2 separate regions of the Cricetulus griseus genome follow, and region 2 is linked to region 1. The links are chromatin contacts, called in public Hi-C maps. All regions are on one chromosome and are shown on one strand. Each heading gives the region's core, a stretch centred on a gene start, on an enhancer-like site or on the middle of the called end of the contact. The rest is flanking DNA. Distances are from core to core; before and after follow the strand shown.

Region 1 (5,459 bases), core at 1,470-3,969:
ATCACTGCATAAACAGAGCCTGTGACTGACTAGAAGGTGCACACGCAGTGATTGGCAGGTCAGTCCAGCACAGTAGGTTATCCACTCACATATCATGGCTTAATCAGAGACTGTTACAGACGAGGAGGTACACACACAGTGACTGGCAGGTCAGTCTGGGCACAGCAAGTCATCATTCACATGCCAGGGCATCAGCAGTCCTGCTGGTTACAGACTAGGATGGGCACACAGTGACTTGAAGGTCATTCCATGCACAGCAGGTCGTCACTGATAAATCATGGTCATCACAGGGCAGCACAACTGTACACAGGTCAGCACATCATGTGGCCAGTGTTCCCCACCTTAACAGCTGGGACACTGTGCGGCACCCTTACCTGACCCCATGATATACCGGGGGCCCCTTCTCTCATGGTCCAGCCAGGCAGAATGTCTGCTCAAAGTAGACCTAGAATTGAAACACACGCTTAGTGGCTATTGGCACTATGGTCTCTGCTGGCCAGAGCCAAGTCCTCTCAGGGTTTAAACGGCCAAGGGGGTGCAGAGCTGGGGGTCTCTGTATGGGAGGGGACACTGGACACCATAGCAGCAAGTCTGTGGAGATCCAGATGCACCACCTGTCCTATGCTCACCTCAATAAAGACTAAGGCGTGTGTGGGTGGGAGTGACCCACCTGAGAAGGGGAATTTCAGCCAGTGCCAACTGCAGTCTAGCCTCCTTGGTGCGGGCGTTACAGCGGAAGATGTGCAGGACGATGGTGAATCTGTCAAACACCTCCACGCCCCAGGCAGCCTCGAGTTCCTTCTACAGAGAGGCCGGCAAATGGGGAGTGAGGGGACCTGAGGCCTGCAGCCGAGCTCAGAGAAAGGGGTGGTGAGGCCCTGTGGCTCCATGTTTTCACAGCAGATCACATGCTGTCATCTCAGGCATGGTGTCAGAACCGTCCTCAGCCCATACTGCCGCTGTACCTTGGTTGGTGCAGCCATCCTCTCCACGTTCAGGAAGACAGAAGTGATGTCTGGACACCCCCTGATCTTCTCTGGTGGGTAGAGAAAGTTCCATCAGAGGCAGGCTGTGCCAGGGCCACACAGCCTACACACAGAGGACCACACACATGTACACAGAGGGATGCACACCCACACTGAGGGTCTCACATACAAACAAAGGATTGCACACACACACACACACACACACACACACACACACACACACACACACGTGCACACAAAGGGAATCACACGCATGTACTCAGAGGGCAGCACACAGGACTGAACAGGTATGCACTCAGGATTGCACAGAGGGCTGCACACGCATACAGAGTATGCAGCACAAGCATGCACACAGAGTACTGCAAGGCAGGAACACAGTGTGTGTGTGTGTGTGTGTGTGTGTGTGTGTGTGTGGTGTAGGGGGTTATGCTCCGGAAAGCATCTGGTTCTTGAAATCAGGCTGAGATTGTTAGGGACCTGGACAGGGACCCATAGCTCGAGGCAGGGACATGTGGGCAGGTGAGTGACATTTCTTGCACCCTCCTACCACCTGCCAGTTCGGGGCCTGCCCTGAGGCTCGAGGGTGGGTCTTCCCACAGCGGTGGGACTCGTGTCCCCGGGACCCACCACGGGGTCCGATCACGGACGGCTCCACCGTCCACAGGGTCGGGCCGGAGGGGGTGGGGCGACTCACCTGTCAGGTCTTGGAAGTTGCCCTTGCCGAAGACGAGCCTGCTGTCGGGGACTTTGGTGGGCACCACCAGAGTCTGCACCACCGACCAGCCATGCAGCGCGTGCACCAGCGCGGCGGCCTCCGCCACCTGCAACTCTAAGAGAGTACAGACGGCGTCCGTCGGGGGCCGCGGCTGCACAGACCCTGAAACATCGCAGAGGCTGCTGCAGCAGCGGGCAGGAGTGCTAAGAAACCAAGTTACCAGGATCCCGCCCCAAGCTCATCTAGACTCCACGCCTAGCAAGCCAAGCCCCGCCCCACCGTCACCCAGGCCCCGCCCGACGCCCCGCCCCATGCTCAACAGGACACCGCCCCAGGCCAACCCCCAAACTCCGCCCCCTTCCGGATGCACTTCAGTTTGACCTCCCCCGGCTTCTCCTCCACCTTACTTTTCCGTGGCTCCGCCTCTTCATCCCTGCCCAATCAGCTTGTCCCCGTCAAGCCCGCAACACCTCCCTTCCGGCTTCAGTGAGCACTTCCGCCCTAGTGTCCCGCCTCTTCTGGGCAACCCGCTCCACTGCCTCCCTCGCCTACACGCCCCTCCGGAAGGGTCCCCTCCTCTTCTGGCGACGCCGCTCGTTCCTGCCCTCGCCCTTTCGGTGACGTTATTCCGCCTTCCGGCCCCGCCTTTCTCCTTCCGGTACCTGTGTTCCGCGGCGTCCTTCCGGCCCGGCCCTTGACGTCAGGATGCAAGACGCACACGCGCTGGGAGGCGGTGGGCAGCAGCGGCTCGGCGCTCAGCAGCTCCTCCTCCTCCTCCTCGGGCTCCTCCCCCTCCCCTTCGGCGCCGCTCGCCCAGCCCCGGTCGTGCGAGCCGCCTCGTCCCTGGCTCCCGAAGACCCGGATGTTGGCGATGCCCGCTCGGACCGGCCATTGCAGGGGCGGCGCGGAGCTCCGAGCGGCAAAGCCTCGGACTAGGAGCCGGAGGCCCGGGAGGACGGCAGTGCGCACGGAGAACATGCTGCGTGCGCGCGCAATGGGGACGGGGAAGGGAGGAGCGGGGCGAGGGGGCGGGGACAACGGTGCTTCTCCCCGCTTCCACCCCCCGCTGCTTCTGAGATCCCGCTCCTGATTGGCGAGCGATGGAGTCCCAGTCTGTGCAGTGTTCGAGTCCCGCTTGGGGGTGGTGGTGTGGGGGAGAGTAGAGGGAACCTGGGACCCTCGGGAGACGCATGACAGGAAAGTGTTGGAAGGTCACAGGCAAGCAGGTCCCCACGGGAGCGAGTGACTGGCCCAGCTGGGGCTGATTATCTCCTGGAGAGGGCGGGGCCTGGGCCGAAAGTCATGAGGCAACTTTATGCTAGAGTGCGGGTCACCGTATGGAGTCACCTCACTACAATGGGGTCATTACACCTGTCACCTGCACACCTCCTGGGGCCCATCACACAAACCTTAACCCACTCTATCCCTATCCTCTAACCCTAAATATATGAATAAAACCTGCTGGGTCCATTTCTGTTGGCTGTGTGTTATGGTTTCAGGACTGAATATGATATTTTGCATATAAAAATAGGGAGCTCATTCCTGTCTGAGGCTAATTCACCCACTTGCAGGAGAATATTACTCTGTTGGGCAACATGAGTCTGACCCTTAAGTGACCTAGGCTGCCTTGGACAGAAAACATTATCAAGAATAGAAAACATGGACTGGTAAATACCTCAGCTAACACTTGCTGGTGCCATGAACCTGAAGTTCTAGAGCTTCAGGGAAGACTATAGACACTGTCCTGAGTCAGTCAGCCACCTTAGGTTCCATGGGCCTCCAACCATACTCTATTTAGACCATTCTCATCTTGGATGACTTTGAAATCCTGAAATTCCTGTCTCCACTGAGTATCATGGTTACAGGTCTATGCCACCATAGAAATACCACGATTTCTAATAGGTCTTAATAATAAAAACCCTGAGTCAGGTATCAGGGGTGAAAGCTGGAAGATCAGAAAAGCAGAGCAGCCAGCCACTGGAGAGTTTTTACCTCTACCAATGCTCAGACCAAAAGGGTGATCCTGTCTCTGAATCCTCAGACTGAAAGCTTTGAGCTCCTTCCTGTCTGTTCTCACCTTTAATCCTAACACTTAGGAGGCAGAAGCAGGTGGATCTCTGTAAATTCAAGGTCAGCCTGCTCTACAGAGCTAGTTTAAGGACCGCCAAGGCTACATAAAAAGCCTGTCTTTAGTTGTCTGTAATGTAACCACCTACAATTCAGGTACACTGGAGACACAATGGGCAAATCTGTCTGATGTTCTAGAAGAGCCTAGTAGTAGTCTATATAGTGAGTTTCAGGCCAGTCAGACATTCATACTGAGAGTATTTTTTAAAGATTTCTTTATTAATTATATATACAGCATTCTGCCTCCATGTATGCCTCACACCAAAAGATGGCACCAGATCTCATTATAGATGGCTGTGAGCCACCAAGTGGTTGTTGGGAATTGAACTCAGGACCTCTGGAAGAGCAGTTAGTGCTCCTAACCTCTGAGCCATTTCTCCAATCCTGAGAGTATTCTTTAAGATGGAAAACAATAGAAAAGATAAAAAGAGCAAATTATTATTATTTTTAAGACACAGTTTCTCTGTGTAGCTTTGGAGCCTCTCCTGGCACTTGTTCTGTAGGCCAGGCTGGCCTTGAACTCAGAGATCCCCCTTATTAACGAAAAATTGTAAACATGACATTTTCCAGTGTGACTTATTTGGAACAGTGATGAAGAGAAAACCTTGGGGTCCTAACAGGTTTCGATAGATGGCAACAATAGTACAACTAAGTAATATAATAAGCCATATAAAGTTTTCCCACCTCTAAAACCCCTCCCCCAACCTCAGCTCCTGTCTCTCCTGCAAGGTAGTCAGATATGGAGTAAATGTTTCTTCAGTGCAGACATTCTCATCTGCAGGAGTCAGTCTTTTCCCACAATGAGGTTCCCAGGGGAATTAGAATTTCATGGTATCTACTGTTTCACTAGTTGTTAGCCAAAGGGAGAGATATGTCTCTTAGGACATCCTTATTCCTGCCAGGCAGGCAAGTACCAGGGATTGATGGGGTGGAGACTGAGGAGCTTTAAGGTCCTAGTGGGGACTGCAAAGAGAGGGCTGCAGGGTACTGTCACTGACAGCTACATGAGTTGACAAAAAAGTAAAGAAAGAGTGGAAGACCTGGAGGGGGAATGACCCACCATAGCTGAGTGGATACAGTACACACTTCATGCCAACTTGTCCTCAGCTACACCCCAAACACTGCTCTCTGGCATTTGAACTTTGGGCTTTCACACCCAAAGCTCCATCCCTAATACTTCTTCCAAACTCCACAACTCTTTGTGAATGCCTGATTGCCTTAGCCTTGGAGAGACTTCAGTTCAAGTCTCAGGATCTCCAGACAACCTGGATGTTATCTATAGTCAGCACCATTCAGGGTCCTAACTGGAGGTTTTTCAGGCACCGGGGAAGCAGAGTACAACCCCATTCAGACAAGTCAGGCTTGCCTGCATGTTCCTTTTCCTTCCTTACAGGAGGTCTAAACTCAAGCATGGTACACCTGACATGTGAGCTTGTGGGCTCCCGTTGCTGCCTCTTTACCACACTGGAGTTAAATTCACTCTTGTAGCTTTGGTTAAATGGTCAACCATCTTCTAAAGATTTTTATTGTCAGTTTCTCTCCTGATCATTCTTTGTACTTTACCCTCATTTTGTGGAGATTTAGGCTCAGAAAATTTAAGCACCACGTCTAAGTTTCTGATGCTACCAATC
Region 2 (5,473 bases), core at 2,523-5,022, 250 kb before region 1:
ACAAGCACGCAGTAGTTAGGAAACCCAATACATAACAAGTTTTCAAGTAACCATATTTATTTTCAATTAATACACATAAAATGGGTTTCATTACGGGGTGTTCAGACTTCAGTTTTGTTGATTCTCTCCCCTGCCTCATGCCTATCCCCCTACCCATCACCTGCTGGTAAACGTCCTTGTCCCTCATGTCCTCCTTCTGTTTTCATATCATGTGCATTCTGTTACTTCCTTTTTCCCTTCTCTTTTCCCCCTCCCCAATACTCAAGACTTGTCCCCTCATTGATCCCCTTTCTAGTTTACACACACACACACACACACACACACACACACACACACACACATTAAAATCAAGGATCTGCCTATGAGAGATTGAACAAGCAGTTTTGAATTGATAAAGTAAAATGAAAACATTGTATGACAAACAAGCTAGTACACATGCAAGCAAAACACAAATGTTGAAATCAAAAGCATGAGGGAAAGACTGATATCACTCATCAGTGAAAAAATGAGAACTAGCCTATCACCACTCTGTGCTTATAACTCATTAAACTGGGGGATACCCAGCTTTTGCTCACTGCTTTTATCCAGACAGTGTGGGGCTGATATTTTGTTGTTTGTTGTTGCTATTGTGTTTCCTTGTTACGCTCACAATTAAAAATGGCAACTGCTAGTACCTAAAGAGACTGCTCAACAGTTAAGAGCAATTGCTGATCTTTAGGAGTACCTTAGTTATGTTGTCACACCTATGGGCAGTTTACAAGCCCCTGGAATTGCAGCTCCCTCTTCTGGCCTATGTGGGCACCTGCACATACATGCAAATATCTTTAGTAAAATTGTCCCTCCTAGTTACAGAGAACGTAATTTCAAAACCTAAATGCTCGATACTGTGTAATACAATGCTGAATTAAATTTAAGGGGGAAAACTGCCCCTCAGATCAGTACCATTTTAAGTAGAGAGAATGCAGAGGAAATAGACAGGAAGAAGGGAGTCACTATTTCCTTGTTTTAGATTCTTCCCAATCAAGTAAGATTTTTGTTTGCCTGGAATGGGTAGCACCTGTTGCCGGATGAATTACATTTTTTTTTAAATGTTGGAGTCATGACTCCTCCCGGTCATTCAAAATGTGGCCTTTTGCAGAGCAGGAGTAGGGATATGACCTTTACAAAAGTAAACAAGTTAAAGTTATGTCCTTAGGGTAGCTTTGTAAAGTCCATCAACACTTTGGAAACAGATGCATTTTTTAGTAAGTTTTTTTATTTGAATTATAAATAAGATTGAATTACATGACAATCCCAGTTCCCTTCTCCCTCCCTTCCTCCTCTACCACTCTCCCCAAATAAAACCCTACCTATCACATATCCTTTCTTCTAATCTACACCTGACTCAACCTTTCTTCTCCATCATGACCTCTCCATTCTTCCTTTTCTTCCCTTCTCATTCTCATAGCTCCCTCCCCCATATTCCCATGTTCTCAATTTGCTCAGGGGATAGTTACCCTTTCCCCTTCTCCAGGGGACAAAGTTTGTCTCTTTTAGGGTCCTCCTTGTTTACTAGTTTCTCTGGCAGTGTGGATTGTATGCTGGTAATCCCTTACTCTATGTCTAAAATCCACATATGAGTGAGTACATACCATGTTTGTCTTTTTGTGATTGGGTTACCTCACTCAGAATGGTTTCTTCTAGTTCCATCCATTTTCCTGCAAATTTCAAGATTCCATTGTTTTTTTTTTCTGCTGAGTAGTACTCCATTGTGTAAATGTACCACAATTTCTCTATCCATTCTTCAGTTGAGGGCATCTAGGCTGCTTCCAGTTTCTGGCTATTACAAATAGTGCTGCTATGAACATCGTTGAACAGATGTCTTTGTTGTATGAATGTGCTTCTTTTGGGTATATGCCTAGGAGTGGAATTGCTGGATGTTGTAGTAGACTGATTCCCATTTTCTTGAGGAGTCGCCATACTGATTTCCGAAGTGGCTGTACAAGTTGGCACTCCCACCAGCCGTGGAGAAGGAAATGATGCATTTTATGGGTGTGTAGATTTGTAAGCAATTTTCCCAGTATATCTAAAAGCTTTATAGATTATATTTACTGTTTGTGAAATTAATTCTTAAGGGCAGACAGATTTAACATGACGTAAGTACAAGAGACATATCTCAATTACTAATGTCATTGTCTCCTAAAAACTTGGATACAAATACTCTTGTTCTGATTACAAAGCTCCAGCCTCATAAAAAATAATGTGCCTAACATTTCCAAAAAGATGATTATGTATTATTTCTTTTCCCTTTGTTATTAATTTATGGTATGTCCCATTCACTAAGGTTTCTGAAGTAACAGAGTGTGCTCAAATTTTCCATTGTAATGCTGAGAAAAATCCCTTGCAAAATAATTACAATGACTTTGACACAAATATTACTAAAAGACATCAGCTCATCACTAGGGCTCACAAGTTAATAAAAGCAGGGGGAAAGGCTGAAATCTCTACCTTCACTTTGTGTCTTTATTCTGGGTAAAGACCCAGAGATACGTCACTGTCTTTCACTTTCCCTCTTAGGTTCCCTTCTTTTAATTATTTTTATTGCACCGTGTGTGTGTGTGTGTGTGTGTGTGTGTGTGTGTGTGTGTGTGTGTGTGTGTGTGTGTACGTGCCTGCATCACATGCATGCCTGATTGCTCCAAGGAGGACAGAAGAGGATGTACGATCCCTTGAACTAGTGTTGTAGACTGTAATGAGCCACAATGTGGCTGCTGGGAATTGAACCCACGTCCTATAGAACAGCAGCCAGTGCTCTTACCTACTCAGCCACCCCTCCAACTCCTCTTGAACTTCTTGAAGGGAAAAACTTGAAGACAGACCGCTGCCCCTCTTCTGAGAAGACAAAGGCTGCAACTTGAAATGGAATTTATCTCCTATGGAAACAGATTGATTCTGTTAAAACTATGCCAGCTTGAGATGACTGCCGTGCCAAACCAGAACTGAGGCAATGATCAACCAGACACCTTAACCACTTAAGGCGCTTAATTATGCATACCCTTTAGCCGACTCCCTACCCTGTGCCTCAATTTGTCCTCTATTTAAATTTAAAGCTGAAGGCATCACCATGCCTTTAATCCCAACACTGGGGGGGGGGCAGTCTAGTGTACATAGTGTGAGGTCTCTCTACATGGAGAGATTCGGTCTCAAAAGAGGAGAAAAAAAAAAACATAAATAAAGCTCATGCCAGGGCCTTGAGAACGGTCTTGGATGGTCACTGGACCCCTTCATCTGTTGTTTCAAAGGAAGCCACCTTAAATGAATGCTAGGTTTTCGCCATTACTTTCTCTTTAATTGGCATATTGGGGACAGGTGATCGAACCCAGCCTGTTGGGACTGTCCAAGCCTGGGTTTTTACCTTGAAAACTCCAGCTACAGCTCTTCTCATGGATTTATCAGGACAAAACTCCGAAAGCGCCCAGTTAATAAGCCAATGACAAATAATGGCATCTTCCTAATATCCTCTAGAGAAGGGACATAAGGCAGCGAAAGTTAAGGGAACAACTTTCCTATCAAACCTCAAGGTTTCACACTTTCCCACACCAAGGGGAAAATCCTGGGCGGTCACTATGCGGGAAAAACCGGAAACCCTCACAGAAACACGGAACGCCTGGGCGTGGCTTGGCGCGCCACACCTTTAACCTGCAGACACCTGCTCCGGAACCAAGAATTGAGCTCGACTTTCCTCCGCTTCCGTAGGGACTCTCTAAGGGAATGGAGCGGCTCAACGTCACTTCCTGTCCTGGGTGACTTCCGGCCGGCTGAAATCTGGGCTTCACGAAGGGAGGAAGCCACTGTTGTCGCCGAGAGAATCCTCACCCCCGCCGCTCGCGCGTGGCCATGTGGAGGCTGCTGACGCGCACTCCCGCGCCGCTCCTGCGGGTGCACGTTTCAGGTCAGAAGAAAGACATTCCCCTGTTCGTCCTCCGCACACTCCCAAGTGGATGCTTGTTCTTAAGACCTGCGCTTTCCTGCCGCCCTGGGTCCCGGTCATGTGCGGGAGTCGGTGCTTCGAGACCCCGCCTGCTCCCTTGGGAGCCCGTTTAGTGGAACCTGCGCCCCGCACGTCTAGACACCTCTGTCAGGAATGACCCAGAGTGTGCCAACCGTGATTTGGTTTGTCTTTTTAGATTCTTGGGCAGCCCTTCCCACCAGTGCTGGTCTGAAGACCCTCCTCCCAGTGCCAAGTTTTGAAGGTGAGCGCCTGTCATCTCCACTTTTTTCTCTGATGAACCCCAGCTGATGGTAAAAAAACAAAAACAAACAAAAAAAAAACTTAGGTGCTCTTGCTGCTTCCCGTCTTCATTGAGTGATTCAACAAATACAGGTAATGAAGGCGTACTGCGCTGACAAGCAGTGTTCTAAGAACTAGAGGCCAAGAACGTAAAAATTCCTCACCTAGGCGGAGCAAATACCTATTGGGTTAGTTGCCCGGCATCCTACACTGTTTTGTGACCCCCATGATCTACTGTCAGAGCTAACTGGTCATTAACTAGACTTGATCTTCTCTCCAAACAGAATATATGTATAACACTTGGCAATAGTAACCAGGTCAGCTGCAGCCCCATAAATCTAACTTTAATATATTGAGATCTCCAAAACTGCAAACAGCCGGGGCATCTGAGGGTCTTCTCCACATAACTGTTAAAGAACTGTGAGGGCTGGAGCAATGGTACAGCAGTTAGTAGCACTTGTTGCTCTTGCAGAGGATTCGGGTTCTATTATCAGAACCCACATGATGGTTCACAACCGTCTATACTTCCGGTTCCAAGGAATCCATCAATACATGCAGGCAAAGCACCCAAAGTTTTTAAGAAACAAAGGACTATGTGCTCTTGTAAGTGCATATTAACTACCAAGTTTCTCAGTAACTGCCCATAGAAGTTAATGGTGGTTTTTATAACTTGGAATTTCAATTTTATAATTCCACTGATAATGTGATGAATCTTTGAGGTTTCTTGATTTCTTTATTTCTAGCATGGAGCCATATTTTTTTCATATTTAATTTTTTTATTAATCACAATTATTTTTCCAAGGTTTCCAAATAAATGGGGTTAAGGTGTTAAAATACTGATCAGAGAATTCTTAGGTTGTTTCTCAAGAAAAATACAGCACAGTTGAAGACCATATTTTTTGTACAATATAGTATTCTGTACCCCGTTAGCATTCAGACGGGCAGTGACTTTTTTAAAAAAGAGCCTGCTTCGATGTTTTTAATTGAATTAATTGTAAAATGTCTATGCCCTACATTCCTTTTTAAAATGGAGATTAGAACACCACTTGCCCAATTATGTTTCTTGATCTAGGTGAAAATTATGTGTTCTTATTCTCAATTTTTGTATATTTTTATTACTTTTTATTTATTTTGTATGCATGTATGTGTGTGGATGTACTCATGCCATGGTATATTTGTAGAGGTCAGAAGACAACATCTGGG

The links. A called contact is a pair of places that touch in the nucleus more often than the background predicts.
Region 2: a Hi-C map of the CHL-YN cell line shows a contact between it and region 1, with 4 times the contacts expected there. The contact joins the promoter of Mrpl16 here to the promoter of Gtpbp6 in region 1. A contact is called at or near these places in 2 of 8 Hi-C or Micro-C datasets (the CHL-YN cell line and the CHO-K1 cell line).

What each region holds. Positions count from the first base shown.
Region 1 is chr3:48,579,764-48,585,222 of CriGri-PICRH-1.0, reverse strand. It overlaps Gtpbp6 (putative GTP-binding protein 6), which reads right to left and starts at 2,719. Exons shown (of 10, transcript XM_035441968.1): 1 at 2,364-2,719; 2 at 1,681-1,863; 3 at 966-1,036; 4 at 671-801; 5 at 375-445. The coding sequence starts at 2,679.
Region 2 is chr3:48,829,699-48,835,171 of CriGri-PICRH-1.0, reverse strand. It overlaps Mrpl16 (39S ribosomal protein L16, mitochondrial), which reads left to right and starts at 3,772. Exons shown (of 4, transcript XM_027406648.2): 1 at 3,772-3,931; 2 at 4,167-4,232. The coding sequence starts at 3,877.